Linked DNA regions of Pan troglodytes: region 1 is linked to region 2. A link is a contact called in public Hi-C data. All regions are on one chromosome and are shown on one strand. The core of a region is the stretch at or near the end of the contact, and the rest is flanking DNA. Distances in the headings are between cores, read along the strand shown.

Region 1 (5,854 bases), core at 1,406-3,905, 36 kb after region 2:
CGCGCTAGGCCAAGAAGGATGTATTTTAAGAAAGCTTCCTGTTCAATGTTCCCCTGCTCTGTGCGCTTCTCTGGGCGGTAGGGTCCATTGCTTCACTTGCCTTTCAGGCCCACCCGGGCCCTGACTGCTCCATTCGTTTACCGTGACCCTAATTCGGGGTTCCATCCGGGCAGCTAAAAAAGCTGTGAATGGTCCGGGCGCGGTGACTCAACGCCTGTAATCCGAGCACTTTGGGATGCCGAGGTGGGCCTCCTCAGGATCACCTGAGGTCGGGAGTTAGAGACCAGCCTGACCAACGTGGTGAAACCCCGTCTCTACTGAAAATACAAAAATCGACCAGGCGCGGTGGCTCACGCCTGTAATCCTAGCACTTTGGGAGGCCGAGGCGGGTGGCTCACGAGGTCAGGAGATCGAGACCATCCTACTCTACTAAACCCCATCTCTACTAAAAATACAAAAAATTAGCCGGGTGTGGTGGTGGGCGCCTGTAGTCCCAGCTACTCTGGAGGCGGAGCCTGCAGTGAGTCGAGATCGTGTCACTGCACTCTAGCCTGGGCGAAAGAGCGCGACTCCGTCTCAAAAAAAAAAAAAAAATCACCTGGGCGTAATGGCAGGCGCCTGTAATCCCAGCTACTCGGGAGGCTGAGACAGGAGGCTGAGGTTGCAGTGAGCCACAATGGCGCCATTGCACTCCAGTCTGGGCGACAACAGCGAAACTCCGTCTCAAAAAATTAAAAAAAATCACACTTTATTTTCACATCCTAAGACGTTTGTCTTTTTTTTTTTCTGAGACGGAGTCTCTCTGTCGCCCAGGCTGGAGTGTAGTGGCGCGATCTCGACTCACTGCAAGCTCCACCTCCCGGGTTCACACCATTCTTCTGCCTCAGCCTCCTCTCCTGACCTCGTGATCCACCCTCCTCGGCCTCCCAAAGTGCTGGGATTACAGGCGTGAGCCACCGCGCCCGGCCAAGACTTTCGTCTTAAGTCACTAAAATGAAAACAAAAATACTGAGGCACCCTAATAAAATTGCCTTTAAAAGTATGACTGAAGTACACAAAGTATACCACAGTGGTGGCCTGGAGATGGGGCAGGGGGATATTGACTGGAAATGGCCTGAGATAACTTTTTGCAGTGATGGAAATGTTACTCGGGTATATAATTTGCCAAAATGCAAAATTAAATCTAAAAATAAGTTTAAACAAATTTGCCTTTTTGGAACCTAGTAAAAAGTAAGTACCTTTTTTTGGCTAATGAATAAAACTCCATTGTTACATAGACAACAAAGCCACAGAAGTGACTTCAGTAAATAATTTTGAAAGTTAAAAACCTGCCACTTGCCACCTCAGGACATTCCAGAGAAGATGTTGGAGGGGAGCCCAGGTAGATAATGGCTTTAAACACTAAGTTCCTCTCACCCACCTCAGTTCTATAAGTTGTTCAGTTAGTTTCTTTGGAGAGTGCCAAGGAAAAAAGTAAGAACGGGTTTTTCTTTGAGGAATTGGTATTTGTTGTTCATTACTGGAAATTCTTGTATTTTTTTTTAAGGTGGTGTTAAAGGAAGCCCCTTCCCTTGAAGTATCCTGGTGTTCAAAGAATCTTTCCTCTATTTACAAATTATAAAACCCCGTTGGGAAGAAATAATTAGATGTCATTATTGGCTGGTCCTGGTGGCTTACCCCTATAATCATCCTAGCATGCTTTGGGAGGCCAAGGCAGGGGAGGATCGCTTGAGCCCAGGAGTTTGAGAGCAGCCTGGGCAGCATAGTGAGACCGCCATCTCTTTAAAAAGTAACTAAAATAAAATAAAGATGTTATCATTAATGACATAACAACACTGAAGACCCAAGTACTGTGAAATTGGAAAGTCCCAGGAAGTGGCAGTAGCCAAGATCACACGGTCCAAGGACTTCATTGTTCCTGACTTCCAAACTCAGAATTTCTGATCAAATACCTACTAAGTGAATATTAATCTGAAGAATTATGTCCAAACTTCATTCACTATTTTGTTTTAATTCTGCTACAAGCAAGGTTTTCCCCTGGTCCCGCCACCCTCTTTTTGGCCCTAGGTGGTTTTGCTTGTGACCTTCATGTCTGTTCTTGGTTCCTTTCCATTCCCATGCCAGCCCTCATTGTTCACTCATGACAATAGCCAGTTTCAGACAGCTCCTGGGCCACTCTGCGTCCAGCAACACATTCATCTTTCTATTTGGATTTGATTCTCCCTGGGCACACACATTTGTGGGCTTTTTCTCTCTTTTTTTTTTTTCTTTTTTCTTACAGAACAAGACCTCAGTTGCTAGGGTTTAACCCATTTATGCCAGAGGTTGCAAATCTTTTTGTGAAAAATCAGACCTTGGCAATGACTTGAACAGTCGGATAAAAATAACTCCCACGCCCTTAGCGTTCCAATAATGGAACACTAGGCATAAATAGGTTAAGGCCTTCCGCAGCTAGGCCCTAACTACTTAATTAGGAGAATTCCCACTGCTTTCCAGCAGGCTTTTTCCCCCACCCTAGCCAGCTTTCCTACATCCAGTATTTAGTTCAGTGCTGATTCTTTCTAGTCCACGAACCTCGGAAGTGATTCCTTGAATGAGTGAGGAAATGCAGCATTATGGCTTATGGAAAACATGAACTGTGTGTTTCTTCTACAGAAGTTCACCATGTCTATTCTCAAGATCCATGCCAGGGAGATCTTTGACTCTCGCGGGAATCCCACTGTTGAGGTTGATCTCTTCACCTCGAAAGGTATGTGCCACCTCCTTGGTTTCCATGGTTCCTTCCACCATGCTTCATTTTAAAATTTTTCTACAAATGCTGGAGCCTTAGGAAAAAAAAAATCTGTTAAAGCTTTTCTTTCTGTCTGCACATGCTAGTAGGTTGTGATTCCTGACTGTGAGGGTTGGGGGATTTTTAGGCATGGAGCCAGTGTCTTGCTGCTTCTCGGCTTATTTTTTTCTTTTCTTTTTTTTTGAGATGGAGTCTTGCTCTGTCACCCAGGCTGGAGTGCAGTGGCATGATTTCAGCTTACTGCAACCTCTGCCTCCCAGGTTCAAGCAATTCTTCTGTCTCAGCCTCCCAAGTAGCTGGGACTACAGGTGTGCACCACCACACCTGGCTAATTTTTGCATTTTTGGGAGAGACAGGGGTTTCACCATATTGGTCAGGCTGGTCTCGAACTCCTGACCTCACTCAGGTGATCTGCCCGCCTCTGCCTCCCAAAGTGCCGGTATTATAGGTGTGAGCCACCCCGCCTGATCCTGCCAGGTCCTTGGCTTAAAACCACATAAGTTGGCTCCTAAGTCAGTGAGGTAAGGAAGTAAGGTGATACCACAAGACCTTGTCCCTAAAGGAGCCCATCACTAGTTGTTGGTTGACAGCTTGCTGTGACCAAATGCGGAGATACAGTGTGATAGGATGGTATCTCTTGATAAGGGGAGGGATAGCAGGAGTGAATATAGCACCTTTATCTTTGTGACTAGAAATCAGTCTTCAGCAAGGATCAAGGACAGTTTTTACCTGTAGGCTTTGGAATAGTCCGGAGGCTCTCATTTTTACCTGGCTGTCAATCCCCATAGGAGGAGTTTTCTTATGAAAAAATTAGAGAATTGTGAAACTCCTTCCTTTAAGAAGAAAATCCAGTGCCTTTATAGCTCTATGTTACCTCCAGCACATGGCGCGATGGACAGAGTGGGTGAGGTTGGCAAAGGAGCTTCAGGCAGAATCACTCAGCAGTGCTAAACTCACAGAGAACTGCCAGTCGGAGCTGAGTCACCATCTGTGAGTCACAGGCCTAGCAGTGGAACCCCAGCCCTTCCCTTCCCCTTGCATTTCCCCTGCCCCTCCGGAAGAAAGGATCGTTGAGGCCTGACTTCGTTGGGCAAAAGAATGCCTGAGTTGGCTGCTTGCTGTGTGGGCTCTCAAGCACAGTGGGGTTTTTCACTGGCTTTATGGGGAACCCTGAGGGTTCTCACAGGATGCCAAGAATTCCCTTCATCCAGTAAGAGTGGTTTGCTTAGTCAATGGATGGAACTTTCTACTTGGATATTAATGAACTTTAAGCAACAAAAGACCCCAGACGCTAGAAGATTGTTGGGAGTTGGATATTTTGAAATTGAAATGCATGGAACTTTCTCTTGTGTGTCTTAATCCTTTTCAAAAAACATGAAATGATGGACTTGCTCAGAACCTTTCATCTCTCTCTCTCCCTGTCTCATCAACTTTTTTAGAGCAGTTTTAGGTTCACAGCAGAAGCAGGCGGAAGGTGCAGAGGTACATAAACCCACGAGTACCCACTGCCTTTGCACATGCGCAGCCCCCCCATTGTCAGCATCCCCACTAGAGTGGTCAACATACGTGAACACGTTATTATCACCAAAAGTCTGTACACTCCAAGCCTCTTGTTTTCATCTTGTCTTTGCCTGATCCAGTGTAGGGTGGATATGTAGGGAGCCAGGGCAGGTTTCAAGAAGGAAGTATGACCTGTTGATAGCGCACACTGCAGTGCGGCAGGGAAGGCTGCTGGGTCCTTTGCTAGAAATATCTTGTTGGTTTCTCTGCAACATCTTCCTTGACACCATCTGTTCTTTTGCCTCCACCAAAGATTGCCCTTGTTACAGGTATAGGTTTCGCCAGATGGCTGGTTCCAGTATCTGCAGGATGACTTGCTTCAGTTCTTACCTTTATTAAGCTGCGCATTTTATCATCTTTATTCCTTCCCCCCACATCCATCCTGTTTGCCAGTTTCCAGTTGGGCATAGAACCCCTAAAATAGCATTTAGCATTGTCCAAACTGAAACAAATGAGCTAGATACTCCTCCTGAGCCAGTTAAATTACCCTAATTTTATGCTTAACATCAATATAGTACCTGTCTGGGCATGGTGGCTCATGCCTGTAATCCCAGCATTTTGGGAGGCCGAGGTGGGCAGATCACCTGAGATCAGGAGTTCAAGACCAGCCTGGCCAACATGGTGAAACCCCATCTTTACTAAAAATACAAAAACTAGCCGGGCGTGGTGGCACGCTGCTGTAGTCCCAGTTGCTGGGGAGCCTGATGCAGGAGAATCGCTTGAACCCAGGAGGTGGAGATTGCAGTGAGCCAAGATCATGCCATGCACTCTAGCCTGGGGGATAGAGCGAGATTCTGTCTCAAAAGAAAAAAAAAAAAGTACCAGAACGTCTTCAATGCCCTGTGTGGCTCGCATTGGATTTCTCTTGGGCAGTGCTGCTGGAGTAATCCACAGGGCACCAACGCGAGCTTGTGAGGGATGCATATTTGCCTGGGTCAGAATCTGCATTTTAACAAGACCCCCAGGTGGCATGTAGGCTCTGCTGTAGAACACTTTCTTTCTGCTAGAGGAATTAGTCATCTTTGCAGTAAGTTCTGCAGTACAGGATCATAAACATGTGAAAGGCATGAAGAACAGCCCAGAGCGTTTAATTCACACAGCTGGTAGGAGGAAGAAACAGCTCCCTAATGACAAATGCATCTGTGGGCGGGAGGGGACTTGGGATTGTGCTGGAACTGGATTTCTGAATTGCTACCACATCTTTTTTCCTCTCATCCAGGTCTCTTCAGAGCTGCTGTGCCCAGTGGTGCTTCAACTGGTATCTATGAGGCCCTAGAGCTCCGGGACAATGATAAGACTCGCTATATGGGGAAGGGTAAGCCTTAGAACCCACAGCCCACGGCCTCCCTGCTTCCAGCCCCGTTCCTGGCCTTGCCCAGTCCTGTCCTCTCTGGGTGGCACTTGCACTTGCAGGTTTATGGCAGGTAAACCTGCTGTGACCCATGATGTTGATGGAAGCAGTGCACCACCTTGTGGACAGGAAAGTTGGTGTGTGGATTCCGG
Region 2 (5,659 bases), core at 1,992-4,491:
TTACCCACTGTGTTGACAACAACCATTTTTGCTTGATTGTTTTGATACAGTCTCGCTCTGTCGCCCAGGCTGGAGTGCAGTGGCATGATCTGGGCTCACTGCAACATCCGCCTCCTGGGTTCAAGCAATTCTCATACCTCAGCCTCCCGAGTAGCTGAGACTATAGGCACACGCCATCATGCCTGGCTAATTTTTTGTATTTTTAGTAGAAATAGGGTTTCGCCATGTGGGCTGGTCTCGAACTGCTGACTTCAAGTGATCTGCCAGCCTTGGCCTCTCAAAGTCCTAGGATTATAGGTGTGAGCCACCGCACCCGGCCAATTTCCTGCCTTCTTAAACAGAAGATGCTGTGTATGATGAACATTATTTGTTGGACTAACTTTGAGCTCAGTGGTCTTCTCAAGAGCTCAGAGCTTGAAAAGGGTGCCTGTAATTTACTTCAAAAACCCTCAGCACGAACTGTACGTGTCACTTAACTTCAGCCTGCTTTCTAGCGGCAGTCAGCGCTGCGGAATTGGGAGCGCGAAATTCCAGGGGTGATTAGAACCTACATTTGAAAGACTCAACAAAAGCCACTCTAGCTCTATCTCCAATCCACACCAGATGGTTTGTTAATTAGCACAATGAAAGCTAAGAATGATTTTTCATTGATAAAATGAGTAGTGTTCAAGGCCATTGAACCAGCACCAATTACTCTCTATGGTCTAGATGCCCCTGCCTTTGTATGAGCAAATCCAGTGAGCCCTGGATGTCATTTTAATTTTCAAGTAGCCATACTTTCGAAAAGTAAAAAGAGCTGGGCGCATGGCTCAAGCCTGTAATCCCAGCACTTTGGGAGGCCGAGGTGGGTGGATCACCTGAGGTCAAGAGTTCAAGACCAGCCTGACCAACATGGTGAAACCCCATCTCTATTAAAAACACAAAAATTAGCCGGGCATGGTGGCACGCACCTGCAATCCCAGCTACTTGGGAGGCTGAGGCAGGAGAATCACTTGAACCCGGGCGGCGGAGGTTGCAGTGAGCCGAGATCACACCACTGCACTCCAGCCTGGGCGACTGAGTGAGACTCCGTCTCAAAAAAAAAGAAAAAAGAAAATTAAAAGTAAAAAGAAACAGAGATGCAAAGGCCCAGACCTCATGTCTCAATTTGGGACCAGAGCTTCATTGCAGAATCGGCCACAGTTCCAACAACACTGGGTTCTCCCTCTGCCAGGTCCTGCCTTCCTCACTACCTGGGGGAGCCTTTTCCGAGAGAGACACCCCCAGGCAGCCTCTGTAGAGTGTTTCATGGGACACCAGGACTCAGCTCAGTTTAGGAAGTTCTCCGTCTATGGGGTGAGCCTCTGCAGTCTGCAACACCATCCCCCTACCACGTGGGTAACGCACAGGAGAGGAGCATGCTCGGAGGGAAACCAGAAGGGTTATTTCTCAGGTGGAAACCAGTCTCACTCCACGTGTTTGCCAAAGCCAGAATGGGGCTCTGCAGTCCTGACGCTTTGGTCTTTAGAAGGTAGACAATATGAGCTCACTAAGAAAACAAACCAAGGAGTAAGTTATCTGCACTTTTTAGAAAACACGCACACGGTCAGGTGCAATGGCTCACTGCTCTTGGCCAACCTGTTAAATTCCAGGATTTGGGGAGGCTGATGGGAGGATTGCTTGAGGCCAAGAGTTTGAGGCTGCCATGAGCCACGATTATGCCACTGCACTACAGCCCGGGCAACAGAGCAAGACCCTGACTCAAATTTTAAAAACTTTTTAAAGAAAAGAAAACACACCCACACCCACCCACCCCAACACACACACACACACACACACACACAACAATCAGTAAGAATAACACTGGGATGCCCGGGTGCGTTGGCTCACACCTGTAATCCCAGCACTTTGGAAGGCCAAGGATGGCGGATCACTTGAGACCAGGAGGTTGAGACCAGCCTGGCCAAAATGGTGAAACCCCATCTAATTTTTGTCACCCCATTTAATCTTTGTAAACATACAAAAATTAGCCAGGTGTGGTGGCACACACCTGTAGTCCCAGCTACTCGGGAGGCTGAGGTAGGAGAATCGCTTGAACCTGGGAGACGGAGGTTGTGGTGAGCCGAGATCGCGCTCCTGCACTTCAGCCTGGGCGAAAGAGCGAGACTCAGTCTCAAAAAAAAAAAAAAAAAAAGAAGAAGAAAGAAGAACACTGGGATGATTTCTGAGGAGTTTCCCACGTAGTAAACTGTAGTTTTAAAATACTCAGTGAGAATAGCAAGAATCTTCTAGAGACCTTAATCACCCTGGGTCTTTGGGCCACTTTCAATCAGCCCAACCTCAGAGATGACAACAACAAAGTTGGCCAACCAGTGGACCAGGGTCCCCTGGGGGTCACCCCTGACACAGTCTCCCATCCACTGCGGTCCCCTGAGTTGGCACTGCCTGCCTCCCAGATGGTGGACTCACTCAAGACACCCGAGCTCATATAAAACCTACCCAAGGGGCCCTCCAGGACAGGCAAAGACATTACTGCACAGTTTGGGGAGGTTTTTGTTGTTTTTGTTGCTTTTTTTTACTGCCCAGTCTTTAGAGACCCCTCCCTGGGAGACTGAGATGGTTAATTAATCAAAACAACACTATTCACAAGTTTTGAACTTCCTGTTCGGCCACTGTCCAGTTGATTCCTGCACACTCGATTCACCTCTCAGAGTCCTTCGGGTTGAATTATGTAAGCCTTTTTCTAAATAATCAAAGGAACTTGTGGAAGCATGCCCTGGCCAGCCCTTAGCACCCCACTGGGGAAGACAATGTAAAAAGAGACTGAAGAGAGTGGAGTGCTTGTATTTACCTCTGGAGCCCTTGGGCCACTCTGACTAACAAAAGAACTCCTCCCAAAACAAACCCTTCCCCTTAAAAAAGGGAAAGAAGAGTGGATCCTCCCAGCCCCTCTAGGGGGTCTACCTAGATTGTGGTTCATAGGCGGAGGAGGGAGGAACTGCCCCAGGGAACACAGGATGTCACTGCCTCTTGCCTGGCCACCCTTTAACGTATCTGATCTGAGTCCTAGCTACAGGCAAACAGGTGTGGGCTCCGGAAATTGTACACTACAAGGAATACATGCCTTTTGTTAAAACAAAGCAAAATGAAATGAAATAAAATGAAGGAATAAATAAAATATCCAAGCAATGTGTAGAGAAGCAAAAGCAAATCCCTCCGCTTCCTGTCTTCCCTCCAGCTCCCTCTGCAGAGAGAGCCGCTGTTGACCTGTTAACCACGTGGTCATGCCCTTCTGCAGACTCCAGATGCACAGTCACGCACACACGCAGGTGGACTATTACACACATGGTTCAGAGGTTTGATTTTTTCACTTTCTGTATTATGGACACTTTTCCACGATGTACATACACTGTAGATCAACCTCATCGGTTTTTTGTTTTGTTTTGAGACAGGGTCTGGCTCTGTCGTCCAGGCTGGAGTGCAGTGGTGTGATCTCAGCTCACTGCAACCTCTGCCTCCTGGGCTCAAGTGATCCTCCCACCTCAGCCTCCAGAGTAGCTGGGACTACAAGCATGCCACCAAGCCCACCCAGCTAGGTTCTGTATTTTTTGTAGAGATGGGATTTTGCCGTGTTGCCCAGGTTGGTCTCGATCTCCTGAGTGAAAGTGATCCCCGCCGCACCCCCACCCCCTCCATCCCCCACCACACTTGGCCAACCTCATTGTTTTAATTGTTGAAACACATTCAGTATTTTGTATGTACCGGAGTAGAGTATTGATGAGGAAATCGCCCATTTCCTTCCTTGCACGTCTGTGCTCAATGGTGGCACATTCTCTCCTCAGTCTCAGCCAGCTCTGCTGCTTTAAATATCACCTCCCAGATGTCTGTCTCCAGCCTGACCTCTCCTCCCACCTCCAAGACTTGGAATCCCAACCACCTTCTCAGCCTCCCCCTGGAGGTCTAGCAGGCATCTCCAACCTGCCACCTTCCTCATTCTCCAGCTCCATTCCCCTCCTTGTCTTCCCCATCTCAGCAAATGCTATCACCAGTAGCTCATACCAGTCATCCCACCCATCAGTAAGACTGTGGGCTCTCCCTCCAAACACATGTCCTGAATCCAACCATTGCTTCCCACTTCAGCTGCTGCAACTCTAGTCCAAGCAGGATCTTTCTCCTGAAAGATCACCACCAGGTTCTTGTGTTCACTCCTATTTTCTACAGTCCAAGGAAAGCATTCTAAAGGTGAATCCAGGCCAGGCGTGGTGGTGCATGCCTGTAATCCCAGCTACACAGGAAGGTGAAGCAGGAGACTCGCTTGAACCCAGCAGGCAGAGGTTGAAGTGAGCAAAGATCGAGCCACTGTACTCCAGCCTGGGGAACAGACAGAGCGAGACTCCGTCTCAAAAAAAAAAAAGATGAATCCATTGCCCTTCTCTTCTTAAAACCATGCAATGGTTTCCCATTAGAACCAGAACAGAATTCAAACCCCTTACCATGGCCCACAAGGTCCTATAGGATCCAATCCCCGCCCACCTCTCCTCTCCAGATGGTTGTATAAAACTGTGGCTAGCTCTGCCGATTTCTGAGCATTGACCGTAGTATACTCCTGGTCGTGTGGTGGTGAATGTGGTTTGGTTTAGGCGTCCGGGGATTGCATCTGTTTTTAGGCCTAATGTAGGGACAGTTCATGAGTGTAAGACGTCTTGTGATGTGATTATTAAGTCAGTGGGGTCCTCCAGGAAGTGAGCACTCAGGTGGACTTAGGAATGCAAGAGTGTATTGGGGCCAGGTGCTGTGGCTCACGCCTGTAATCCCAGCAGTTTGGGAGGCCGAGGTGGGTGGATCACGAGGTCAAGAGATCGAGACCAGCTTGGCCAACATGGTGAAACCCCCTCTCTACTAAAAATACAAAAATTAGCTGGGCATGGTGGTGTGCTCCTGTAGTCCCAGCTACTTGGGAGGCTGAGGCAGGAGAATCGCTTGAACCCGGGAGGCAGAGGTTGCAGTGAGCCGAGATCGCACCACTGCACTCCAGCCTGGCGACAGAGTGAGACTCCGTCTCAAAAAACAAAAAACAAAACAAAACAAAAAAGAGTGTATTGGGACTACACGTTGGGTATGGTTTGTGCTTCCTGGGTGACGGGGGTACCAAAATCTCAGAAATCACCATTAAAGAACTTATCCATGTAACCAAAAACCACCTATTCCCCAAAAACTATTAAAATAAAAGGGTATATTGGGGGTAGCAGCTGTGAAAGAAAAAGCAGGAGAGAGCGGGATTTATCAGGGAGAGTCTCAGATGATGATGCAGAACCGTCTTGGCTAATCCAACGGGGAGCTCTGGAGCAAATACAGGCCATCAGTACAGCCCCGTTGGGCAGAAATGACCAGGCCTGGTATCCCAGCATGCTTAGTCATTGTCTTGGGGCTACCCAGGCAGAGCATGGCCTTGGCTCAAAAACTGGAGGCCTGGTGGGTGCAGTGGCTCCCATCTGTAATCCCAGCACTTTAGGAGGCCAAAGCGTGAAGACTGTTTGAGCCCTGGAATTTCAGACCAGATCACTCATGCTATTGTTTGTGTGATAACTAGCCAGAGCCCATCCCTTTGTTTTGGCCCATCCCTTTGTTTCCTGTAGGGAATACTTTTAGTTAATCTATAATCTATAGAAATAATGCTTAT

Evidence for each region. Hi-C and Micro-C count contacts between places; a contact is called where the count stands out from the background.
Region 1: a contact with region 2 is called in a Hi-C map of induced pluripotent stem cells, with 1.6 times the contacts expected there. The contact joins the promoter of ENO1 here to the enhancer-like site in region 2. A contact is called at or near these places in 1 of 7 Hi-C or Micro-C datasets (induced pluripotent stem cells) and 1 of 1 datasets of contacts at active chromatin or transcription factors (stem cell-derived excitatory neurons).

What each region holds. Positions count from the first base shown.
Region 1 is chr1:223,128,339-223,134,192 of NHGRI_mPanTro3-v2.0_pri, forward strand. ENO1 (enolase 1) reads left to right here and starts at 2,656. Exons shown (of 11, transcript NM_001220779.1): 1 at 2,656-2,749; 2 at 5,571-5,666. The coding sequence starts at 2,665.
Region 2 is chr1:223,091,715-223,097,373 of NHGRI_mPanTro3-v2.0_pri, forward strand. All of the region lies in intron 1 of LOC107974792 (a long non-coding RNA gene), which reads left to right. Among named protein-coding and RNA genes, the nearest start is that of CA6, 28 kb to the left of the region's middle. Within about 2 kb of position 3,242, at least 1 of the 24 cell types and tissues checked has an H3K27ac peak or open chromatin away from gene starts, as enhancers often do. A contact at or near this core is called in induced pluripotent stem cells, where this site is marked.